Linked DNA regions of Urocitellus parryii: region 1 is linked to region 2. The links are chromatin contacts, called in public Hi-C maps. All regions are on one chromosome and are shown on one strand. Each heading gives the region's core, a stretch centred on a gene start, on an enhancer-like site or on the middle of the called end of the contact. The rest is flanking DNA. Distances are from core to core; before and after follow the strand shown. Region 1 holds the start of Bod1 (biorientation of chromosomes in cell division 1). Region 2 holds the start of C1H5orf47 (chromosome 1 C5orf47 homolog).

Region 1 (5,791 bases), core at 304-2,803, 290 kb after region 2:
ATTGCATGAGTGGTCTCTTGGTGGTCTCTTCCTCCGACGCTTCGCTGGTCTCTTACAACCCTTAGTTCGGTGAGGATTTATAGGTTTTGGGGGGATACTCTATGTGTCACAACATCACACAGCAAATCATTTCATACCGCGGGAAAATCAAACAACAACTCTTAACATGGATTAGCAAATTCACTGGCGGGAACAAGTTGGGTAAGGGTGATTGGTTAGTTCAAGTGGTGGATACATTTGAATTGATTGGTTTAGGCCTGGAGGAGTTGCAAGAATGTATACACTAAACTGCAGGGTTGCCTAATCATGTTATTGTTACCAGTGACGAGTCCTTGCTTCCCCAATGTTGAAAAATAACACCAGAGAAGCACGCTGAGGCAAGGTCAGAGTGGAAAATTAGAAGTTTATTAAAGGACAGGGTGGAATCCCTTCCCCTTTTTATAGTTTTTGGTGATGGAACGTAGGTAGGAAGGGTTGGGACACAGGTGGGCCAAAGAAGTAATCTGGGCACTTTTGCTGTCAAGTTTGCTGTTCATTAACATTTCTTTGGGATGGGCTATCTCCAAATCTGTTGGGGGCTGTTTCCTGGGCTTCATCAACATTCCTCAGCTTTTCCGGAAATTCATTCTCAACATGGCCTCCATTTTAGATTTCACTCCATATTAGACTCAATTTACCTAACTACACTGACTACCTAATTTTAAATCTGGCTTCATTATCAATCACTGAAACTACTGGGAGGGTCACCTGGCATTTCCATATTTTCCCTGTCTCATGCTGATTGATGGTTGCTATGGGTCCTCACCTAGCCCAATTGAGTCAGGGACACTTGGCACCCCAGATCCCTCTAGTTAAACAACTGAGCAGGGTGGGTATGTGCCTAGGAGCAGTTCTGTGGGTTTTTCCAAGGACAAGAAGTCCTATGCCCTCTCCCTCTGGACAGGCCTTGAGGTAGAAGCTGGTTTCTCAAAAATAGTCACATCAGTTTCTCACTAAAAGTATACAGCTTCATGCCTGCACATTCCAGATACTCATTATTAGTGTCTTACCAGCAATATTTAAAGTATTTAATATTTTGAAGAATTAAGAGAGACTTAAGGGCGACTTTTATTCTACTTTTCACATTTTTCTGTTATTCTTCGATTTTATAAAATGGGTATGCATTACTATTAAAATCAGAAGGGGGACACACAATTTTTTGAATCGTAACATATCACTAATCCATTATTTTCCACATTATATTGTTCAAGGATGACGCTGGAGTGAAGGTCAAAAGCACAGATTCCTAGGCACCTATCAAGAAATACTGAATCACAATCATAAGCCCAGCAGAGGACTCTTATGACCAGCAGGTGTGGTGCAGCGGGCGGGCGGAGCCTACAACTCCCATGCTGCCCCATGAGCGCGAGCGGGCCCGAAGCCTGCCGGGAGTTGTAGTTTACACCGGCCAGGCCTCTACCTATAAAAACAGCCGGGGAAGGCCGCGGGAAAACCAGCTGTCCCACAATGCAATGGTCACCGGTGACGCCATCAGCAGCGCGCCAGAGGCCAAGCGGGCGGTTTCTGCCCCCGCCGCCTCCCGACCTGCCGCCGCCTCCTCCACCACCGCCACCACCACCGCCGCCATCTCCGCCGCCGCCGTCCCCACCTCCGTCGCCACCGCCGCTGCCTCCGTGGGGTTCTCCGCTTCCAGTGCACAACGCAGGCTCTCAGACCCAGAGCAGGAGCCGCACTCGGGCGCGGGGCGCAGGCATGGCGGACGGCGGCGGCGCGGGCGCGGGGGGCGGCGGCGGTGCGGGCCCGGCCTCGGCAGGGGCTGCGGCCGGGGCGGGCGGGAGCGGCGGCCCCAGCAACCCCGCCTCGCTGCCGCCGGGCGACCCGCAGCTTATCGCACTCATCGTGGAGCAGCTCAAGAGCCGCGGCCTGTTTGACAGCTTCCGCCGGGACTGCCTGGCGGACGTGGACACCAAGGTGGGAGCGCGCGTGCGACCCGCCTGAGCCCACGCCGGGCCTTGCGGGGCTGCCCCGGTTCCCTTAGCCGCGCCCGGCTCGCCGGCCGCCGGAGCGCACGGCCACCCGCGTGCCGGTACTGCTGTTCCTCCGCTCAGCGATGTGCAGACTTGTGAGCGGTTAGATTAGATACGTTGTAGCAGCAGCACCCGAGCTTTGTAGACCGTCACCGGTCAAAAGGGGTTTGGTGCCTCTTTTAGCTGGTAAGGTCATTTGCCACCCGCCCAGTAAAAGGAAGCGTCACTTACATAGGTGCCAGGTTGTTTGAGTTTAACGAAGTAACGTGTGTTTAAGTGTCAGACATGTAATGGTTGCTGGGATGATTAGTTTCTCTTCAAAATTATTCTAGCAAGACTAAGCAGGTAGGGCTAGGAGGCTGTTACCGACTGGGCTGCTCAGAGTAGTGGTTTTTTGAGTTTGTCTTAGAAATCTCTTGCCTACCTCATAGCAAGATTGTGAGGTTAAAATCGGGCCCCACAGGTAAGGGAAGAGCTAGTCTAGACACTGAGCATTTATGCTTGTAATGTGCTGAGTTATGTGAAAACAAGAGTTAGTTACTACCCCAGCACCTACCTTTCTGCCAGCATAGAAAACACACATGAACCAGCTAGTTTATGTATGGCAAAGGTGTGTACTGTTACACTCTTGCAGGATAAAGAACCCAGAACCCCAGTGCAAATGCTGTCTTTGAAACAAAATATATAATTTTCTTTATTAGAAAAACAATTACAGAGCTTTCCACCTTTCCCAAGACTGTTCTCAACATCCTGGCACAAGTTCTCTGTTCATGTCTTAAAAGTACACACATGTAGGGCCTCAGTGGTAGAGGGCTTGCCTAGCATATGTGAGGCACTGGGTTCAATCCTCAGCACCACTTTAAAAAAATACACAAAATAAAGGCATTCTGTCCGTCTACAACTACACACACACACAAAAAGTACACATGTTGAGGTGGTATACACACCTGTAATCCCAGGCAATCAGGAGGCTGAGGCAGGAGGATTGTAAATTCAAGGCCAGCTTCAGCAAATACAGTGAGATCCTAAGTAACTTAATAAGACCCTGTCTCAAAAACTAAAGTCTGGGGGTATAGCTCAGTGGTAAAAATGCCCCTAGGTTCACTGTCTAGTACCAAAACAACAACAACAAACAAAACCTGTGATTTTAAAATAAACAACAAAGAATTGAGAAGGGTGTTGGGAGGGCCATTGGAGCCTTCTCCACTTTTATCTCCTTAGCTGCAGTTGTGGGAGTTACCAGGTTGTTTTCATTCTTGATCATAACGTGTTTTCAGGCGGATTTGATCTGAGATTTGGTGCTTTAGTCCCATGATTTGCAAAGTGTGATTCTTGGATTAGCAACAGCAACTTCACCTGGGAACTTGTTAGGAAGGCAAATTCTTAGGCCACCGGACTGCTGGCATATTTAGAGGAAAGTGAACAAGTGATGTCTATAGTGTGCTTTTTAGAGCTTCCAAAATATGATTAAATAGAAGGGCAGACAGGTGGTATCCTCTTTCTAGAGATAGGTAGTACGTAGAATGTTGGCAGGTGTTTTGAATTCTTGAACTGAAGGGATCAGTCTGTATTATCAGGGTTTGTTAAGGTTAGAGTGAAAAGACCCCCGTTTCCCTGTCCAAGGAGAATCACACGAAACACTGGCTGCAAAAAGCAAGAGGTTTGTTTATTGGGACACAGGCGCCTGTGGGTGCCCAGCAGAACCTCAGCCGGAGCTTTGGTGAGCTGGCACACCGGGCTTGGGGATACAGAGATTTTTATAGGGTAAAGGGGCAGTCTTCACGCGGGGGAAGCAATAGGTTTCTTAGTAGTTAATTTTAAACCCAGCATATAGGCTACCTAAAGGGCAAAGTTTTTCACTTTATGTTACTGGAAAAAACATAAAAGCTACATGTTTGCACTCTGGTCCTCTTGTTCCTGCTTATTCAGGCATGCCTTGGGACCTAACTAATTATCTGAAAAACACCTCTGGTGCCTGCGTAGGTTTGTGACATGCCTCGGTGGTTTTGCAACTAGGCCTGACGTTGTTGGGCTGGGGTCTTTCAAGAGGACGATGGTCCTTGGTCCTTGTACTGTCTTTTCAGTGAACAGCTTTTATCTCAAATCAGGCAAGTTATTTTGAGTGGTAGAGGGTATAATACAGGGATTCATGGTTACAAGTTGACAAATCTAATTGTGACTCCTTCCAGCAGGGGCTATCTGTTGTCTCAAGGGATCCAAGGAGGGATTAAATGAACTGCCAGGAGGGGGTTCTCCCCTGGCACCATGTCTTTCTCCCTATTTTGTCTGACTCTCCCTGCAGAGTGGGATCATCCCTTTGGTTATTAGGATCCCTTGATGACACACAGCTGCTTCTCTGGGGGGAGAGGACTGCGGTTCTGAGGATGGCAGAGGGTGCCTGCGTTGTCTTAGTGTGGCCAGGACACTTGGCCCCTGCTCCCCTTGTGAAGAGAAGATGGCTCCTGGTAAAAGGAGCTGCTTGGTCCTCCCCACAGTCCCCTGCCCTCTTGGCCTTTGGAAGAGTCCGCTCATGGAGTTGAAGCCCAGTGGTTCCTTGGGCAGTCTCATTTCCCTGGCTGTTAGCAAAATTGCCAGTCATGCTGCATAACAAACAGTGTCTGGATTCTACCAAGTGTTTGTTCTCAGCTTTTAGGGCTGAGGGTCAAGCAGAGCTCGGCTGATCCAGTTAGATAGACGTCAGCTGGGTGGCATGGCTGTGGGTTATCTGGGCTTGGGTCCAGGCTATAGGTTGGGGTTGGGCTGCTGCATGTGTGTGCACTCGAGGCCCCTGGCTGTGGGGTGGGCTGTGTGCCTTCAAATGGGCCGTCAGAGCAGAGCCAGGTCAGACAGCACAATCATAGTTAAGGCCTCGTGCCAACACTCCCCTGGCCGGAGCTCTATATTGCCAAGATGAGCATCGCTGGGGCAAGGAAATATTCCCTTCCTGCCAGTGAGGGCGTGAGGAGTGGGGTCCGGCAGCCGTCCACGCCACCAGCCTGCTCTGGAGACAGCAGCTGACAGCCCCCCAAGCTCTCAGGCTCAGAATGCACATTCCTTGCGCTCAGCGGGCAGCTGGGTAGTTTTGTTCTGCTGACATAGCTGTGTCTGGAACATGTGACCAGTAGGTGTGCCTCCAGCTCTTTGGTGGCCGGCACCTGGCCTCCCCACAGGCTTCCACAGGCTTTGACTTTGGTTAGCTGAGGTGGCCGTGGCCTTTTGCTTTTATGCAGGGGACTTTCCAGTTTGGTGCTGGAACACGCTCTTGGTGGTGGGGCAGGAGCAATTGTACAGATGAAATGACGGGTCGAGGGGAGGGGCGATGCTTGAGTCTGACAGCTGTTGGTGGAGGGGCCTTGCCTGGACCCCAGCATAGACCCCAGCACCCTGGATTTGGAAGTGCCTGGTTCCAGCCTTGACTTTGCCACAGTCTAGCCATTGGCAGGTGTACTGTTGCTAAGCCTAAAAGCCTCATCTCAGGTGGGGCAGCAGTCTGCTCGTGGGCCCTCTGTTGCTGTGTTTCTTGAAAAAGTAAATAGGATCATGTGGGCATTGTGCTCTGCCCACCATGAGGTGAACACTCGTGATAGCCATTAATTTTCAACTGTCCTGTGACGTGGCCATCCCCATAGTCAAATGGAGGGTATTTAGACTTGAAAATACACATTTTTATGAAAAAGCAGTGTTGTAAATGGCTGTTTCAGAGCTCGCGTGTAACATCTAACACTGTCTTTTTCTCATGGTTTAGCCAGCTTACCAAAACCTGA
Region 2 (6,358 bases), core at 3,143-5,642:
CAACTCACAAGTCCTCCTCTCCACAGCCTTCCTTCAAAGACACAGCCCCACACACAGCACTGGCTCCCAGACCTCCTGCACTGTGCTTAGCACACTTTTATATCAAGTTTCTGCAATCTGTTCCCTCTGGGAAGTTCTGGCTCTGAGGGTGGTGGCCATGTGTGGCTTATTCATCTCATCATCTGTAATATTATAGAGGGCTCCTTGACTTATGAGGGGCTTATATCCAGATAAACCCATCATAATTAGAAAATATACAAGTCACTAATGAATTTACTATACTTAATCTACATAATATCATAGCTTAGCCTGGCCCACCTTAAACAGGCTCTGCACTTCCATTAGCTCACAGTTGGGCAAAATCTCCTGAAGCAAAGGCCACTTTGTAATACAATGTTGGATATCTCACGTACACACAGAGAGTACACACAGAGATGGATGTTTCATTATCACGATGGGATGCAAAAACACTGGCAATACAGTACATGGTAGGGTACCTGTTTACCACAATTGACTGAGAGCCATAGCTCCCTGTTACTGTCCAGCAGCACTTGCAAGTGCCCTACCATGTTATCATAAACTACCAAGGTATCATAAAGTTGAAAAATTGGCTAAGTTGGGGGAGGTTTTACAGAATGAATAAGCTTACTGACTCCACTCACTGAACCAGCATTGTGGCCTTCCCAAAGTTAACAGAAGAAAACCAAAGGACTTGTGTCCAAAGACAAATCATAGACAATGTGTGTTCCCTAAAAGCCTTTGCATTTGCTCTCCTTATCTACAGCGTCCCCTAGCCTTTCCCATTTCCGTCCTGACCCACCATCACTCCACCTGAATCTTTTCTACACATTTCATAGTTAGCTTTGCAGGACCCAGTCTCTGATCTTACAAAGCCACTAATGCTCAGTTACACAGGATTTATCACATTATTTACTTGATTATTTATTCTTCCCTAGAGATTCAGTTTCTAATTCTGTTCCATTTGTTGAATGAACTAAAATAAGCTCTAAAATGACACTTTCCAACTGGTGAGGTACATGTCACTGATATAGGTGAGGCACAGACACAGTACTAAAGGACAATAATTCACACAGTGAGAAACATCACCTTCCCAATTCCTTTTCAATCTCTTAATTATATCAAGGAGGAGGTCTGAGTTTGGCACAAGCATGCCATTTAGACTTCTCTAAGTCTTGAAAACTTCCTTTTATGAACATAGACAACCTACTTAGCTAGAATTCTTTTTTTGGTCTTTATTAGATTTATTTATTTAATTTTTTTTTAAAGATTTTTTTTTTTAATATTTATTTTTTAGTTCTCGGCGGACACAACATCTTTGTTGGTATGTGGTGCTGAGGATCGAACCCGGGCAGCACGCATGCCAGGCGAGCACGCTACCGCTTGAGCCACATCCCCAGCCCTAGATTTATTTTTAATAAATTTCTATTTATGGCAAATAGTATAGGTTTTCCAGTTCGGTAATGATGTAAGGTGTTCTAAAAACAAATTTAATTAAGAAGGAACATGTACTTATTTAAATAAACGTATTAAATAACGGTATAGATGATAATACAGATATGACATAGAAAATTAAGTTTGGGAAACTCTGCTCTTAACATTCCCATGTTTAATCTTTCTTCTAAATGCTTTCAATATTTAGAACATTATATTTGCATCATTTCCATTAAGTGTTATCCAGCCTATGCCTATACTTCTTGAGGCTAGGATAGGAGCCATCAAGTGTGTCTGTAATTACTTGCAGATCTAAGGCATAGTAAGAAATGTAGCCTGGCATGTTGGTACATGTCTATGATCCCATCAGCTCAGGAGATTGAGCCACAAGGATTGCAAGTTCAAGACCAGCCTCAGCAGTTTAGTGAGGCCCCAAGAAACAACTTAGTTGAGACCCTGTCTCAAAAAACAGCAAAAGAGAGAATGTGCAAAACAGGCAAAAATATTTCTTCCACTTATTTTTTTGTACCACACTGAGGCTAACTCCAGTGTACACCATGGATTTTTGCCCCAACTTGTCTATCAAACCTTTCTCTACTCCTCTTTCTACACACTCCATCCAAACTGTATTTAAAGTTTTACCTAATTACTGCCCATTGCTGATTCATATTCAATAACTTGTCCACATTTCCTCCCAAGTGTCCTTTGCCCCTATCTCAGCTCCACATGGATATCATAAGGAACTTCCACCACCATGAAGCTGTCCTTGATTCTCTCACCCCCAAGTTATTCAGCACTTCCAAAATAGTATAGCACTTCCACAATAGAATTCAATCCTCTATTATTTATAACTTATGGATATATCTCCCAAACTTTGTGTAGACAAGAAGCCAGCCTGATTTATTAATCTTCTCTGGAATGTTAGGCCAGGTGCCGTGGCACACACCTGTAATCTCAGTGACTTGGGAGGCTATGGCAGGAGGATCACAAGTTCAAAGGTAGCTATAGCAACTTGGTGAGGCCCTAAGCAATTTAATGAAACCCTGCCTCAAAATAAAAATAAATTATAAAAGTAGCTCAGAGGTTACACCTGGGTTCAGTTCCTGGTTCCAAAAAAAAGAAAAGAAAAAAAAAATGTTAGAAGATTGCCTGATCTCACTGTTCCTGGATCTCTGAACTCCTGTATATCTTACAGTTAACAGATTTATCTTCCAGAAATAAATTTGTCCCTGATAACTTTACTCCATCATGCAAAAATCTTTAATGATGATAAAATGACAAACATTCCACAATCTGATCCAAAACTTATTTTTCATTTATGCAATAAATATGGGTATGTACCTACCATATACTAGACACTGGACTAGTCACCTGTTGCCTTCTAGCTTTCTCTGCTCTATGTGTCCACATAGTCAGGGCATTTATTGTGTGCCAGGCATTTGTCATGCATTATTTCACTTAGGTAGGAAATATTAACTGCATTTTACAGATACAAAAATTGTGGATCAGAGTAGTTACAAACACAACCAGTATTACCCTACTAATAAAAGACAAAGCCAAGGTTGTCTTCTGACTTCAAAGCCTGAGGATTTCTATTGTCCCATTAGAAACTTTTCTATTCAGTTGCCTTGATTTTCTGCCTCTATGCCTCTTCTTTCTTTGAACTTGATTATCAAAGCCTGGTTGAGATCCCTCTGCCAGCACTCACAGCTACTAGCATAAATCCTCATAATTCACGTATAAGTCCTTCAAGTGCAGAATATATGACCCATCTTTGTCACTAGCCAAGTGCCCACCACAGTGTGATAGATGCTAAAACAATGCTACTGGATGGATAAATAATTCATCTTTATTCCCCACGGAGAGTGAGGTATAAGTATTTAATGGATACTTTTAAAAAGTGACAATGGAAACAATATATATTAGAATCTAAGGGAAATATTTAAATAGTGATTTTAAAAATTCACTATCACTGAAATCTCCTACTTAAAAAAAAATCCATTAAAAGAACAAAGAAACCCTAAGGAAATAAGAGGAAAAGAAATACAGGTGTGCTGAAACTAATGATGAAGAGACTAAAAACAAAATATCTATCAGTTAATCAAAATTGTAGCTTTTTAAAACAGACTGAATACGAGGTAACTCGTCAAGAGGAGGGGACAGCATATCTCCAAAAAGTAGGGGCCAGGGGCGCGCCTGTGGCGCAGGGCGGCACCGCGGGCCCAGACCCCTGCCGGCGGCCTTGCGGGTTCCAGACCGACCGAGCCACTGAGTCACCCGGGGATGGGGACCCGAGGGATGGTTGCCGCGAGGGCTGGCTGACGGGCGAGTGACCGGCAGAGCTAAGCCACAGGAAGGCTGGCTGCCAGGAGGGCCGACACGAGGGTCACCGCGCGCTGGCTGACAGAACCACGGCGGGGAAGTGAGTGGACAGAGCGAGCAGTCGGCCCGCAGGACCGCCGGGGAGGCGAAGGACCCACAGGACGGGGGACAGGGGAACTGGCAGGAGGCTGAGGGGCGGATGCCTGGCAAAATGGCTCGCAGCAGCAGGGACAGGAAGTGACCGCCGCGCTGACAGGAAATGACCGCCACGGCACGTGGCGGCGCCAAGGAGCCCGCCCGCCCGCCCGCGCGCTCCCGCCAAGCCACCTGCAGGGCCGTGGCGGCCTGGCGCATTAGACGCCCGAAGCCGGGAGCTGCCGGCCCGGCCGGCGGGGACCCTGCGCCCGAGACCCGCGGGCAGCTCGCCGCCGCTCAGGGACCCCGCCGCCGCCTCCCGCGGCTCTTTTGGGCCGCCGCGGGTCTCGGGCCTTGACCATCCGCGGCCGGAAGCCCGAGGACCACCTAGCTGCAACACGCAGCCACACTGGTGCGAGCCGAAGCGGGTCACGTAGACGAAGCGCGCTGGAGCCCGCCGCTCCCCGCGGCCCGCTGGCGCCATCTTACTCCGTCGCGCGGCCCGGGGGTGGGGGTAGGCAGGGGAGGGCGGTCCTCTGTGGGGGAGTGGGCGGGGTCACTGCAGGGCTGGGGCGGGGCCGCTGGGGGTGGAAAGCAGAGGGGGTTCCTCTGTGTTGGGCCTCAGAGTGCTGCACAGGTGGGCGGGGCCAATGCTGGGGGGCGGAACCATTGGGCGAGCAAGGCAAGATCATTGCAGGGGTAGGAGGGAGTGGGGCAGAAAGGCTATCACTTCATATGGCCAGCATTCGCCTGGGTTCACTGACCTCTCACCCCTCACAGTGCCTTTCACCTGTCCACGCTTTCCAGTGGGGTCATTTTCCCTGTGCCTGAAGAGCCACCTTAATGCTCCCAAAGGCTTCTGTACTAAAGGCTTGCTTGCCAGCCAGTGGCACTGTTAGGGGTGAGGCCTTTAAGAAATGGGGCCTCAGGGAAGGCGGTCTGGTCCTAGGGGCGTGCCCTAGAAGAGGATAATGGACCCTAACTCCTCTTGCTTGCTCTGCTTCCTGGACACCTGAGGTGAGCAGCTCAGCTTCATCACAGACTCCCCACGTGATGTTCTGCCTTACCACAGGCCCCAAAGCGATGGTCCGGGGACCACAGACTGAAACCTCTGTACCCAGGAGGCAAAAAAACTCTTCATTTTAAGTTGTTCACCCCAGATATTTGTCATTGTGACCAAAGCTGACTCGAACGCCACCTTAGTTTTCACTTTAGTATGATCCTACTGGTGATGAGTTAGCTTAGATTTTATCTAATACATATTTTTAACTGAATTTTTAAAGAATGTTTTGCTGCACATTGAATCCAAGGTAGCCATTATTTTCTTTCAACACCTTGAAGCTACGATTTTCTGGTTTCTGGTAAAGATGTCTCTTGACTCATGATGGGGTTACCCTTACACCCCGTTAAACCCATTATATGTTGAAAATATCTTAAGTCAAAAAAGCACTTAATCCTGTCATCTGGACCACCAGGCATCATGGCCCAGCAACACACTGTGCCCTGGAGCACGGCAGTTCATCCTGACCATGCGTGGTCCACACCTCACACGGCTGGGGCAAGAGAAGACCAGAATTCAGAGTGGTTTCCGCCGGCCATCTGTTGAGTTTGCACCATTATAAAGTTGAAGAATTCTACATGGAAGAATGTTCAGTCGGGGACCATCTGTTTCTGTTGAGGACTCAGCACTACCTGTTTCAGGTCAGGCATCTTTTTTCTCTCTCTGCCTCTTTTGCAGATTAACCTTGTGCCTCTGCTTTTGGAGGTGTCACTGTGATGGGCTGGAAGAGGTTTTCTTGGCATTGCTCTGCTTGGGCTTTATGGTGCTTCGGAAACCCTTTGTTGGAGCTGCCCAGTTCTAGGCCGTTGCTTGGTTACCCATTGCTGCTTTGCTCTCTCCTCTTCTAAGGTCCTGCTACACACATTCGGTCTTGACACTCTGCTTTGTGTATCTCTCACGCCCCTCTGCGAGGCGTCTGTGCTTGTTCCACTCACCGCTAGGGTCTGGTTATTTTCTACTGGTTGTGCACCAGTTAACTAGTCTCTTCTTCAAAACTATCTAATCTGTTAATAAGCCCTGCTAGAGTTTGGGTCTGGACCTTTCCGAAAGGCCCTAGTGTTAAAGTCTTGGTCCCCAGTAAGATGTCCTTGGGAGGTGGCCGAACCTCTGGGAGGTGTGGCCAGTGCAGGGTTTTCTGTAATTGGGGGTGTGTTCTGGAAGAACGGTGGGCCCAGCCCCTTTCTCATCATCACATCCCAGCCTAGGGTGGGTGACTCCACTCCACTCTTCCCCACCACAGGTCCAAAAGCAGTGTGACCCCTGACCTTGGATGGAAACCTTTAAAACTATGGACCAAAACAACCCTCTTGTCTTTCTAAGTTGATGATTTTAGGCGTTTTAACAGTAACAGAAGCCAGATCCACATGAGCTCCCTTTATTAAATTCTTA

Evidence for each region. Hi-C and Micro-C count contacts between places; a contact is called where the count stands out from the background.
Region 1: a Hi-C map of muscle shows a contact between it and region 2, with 4 times the contacts expected there. The contact joins the promoter of Bod1 here to the promoter of C1H5orf47 in region 2. A contact is called at or near these places in 2 of 2 Hi-C or Micro-C datasets (liver and muscle).

Annotation. Positions count from the first base shown.
Region 1 is chr1:163,029,913-163,035,703 of mUroPar1.hap1, forward strand. It overlaps Bod1 (biorientation of chromosomes in cell division 1), which reads left to right and starts at 1,554. Exons shown (of 4, transcript XM_026414800.2): 1 at 1,554-1,971; 2 at 5,773-5,791. The coding sequence starts at 1,753.
Region 2 is chr1:162,733,869-162,740,226 of mUroPar1.hap1, forward strand. It overlaps C1H5orf47 (chromosome 1 C5orf47 homolog), which reads right to left and starts at 4,393. Exons shown (of 6, transcript XM_026414796.2): 1 at 4,102-4,393; 2 at 3,681-3,794. The coding sequence starts at 4,393.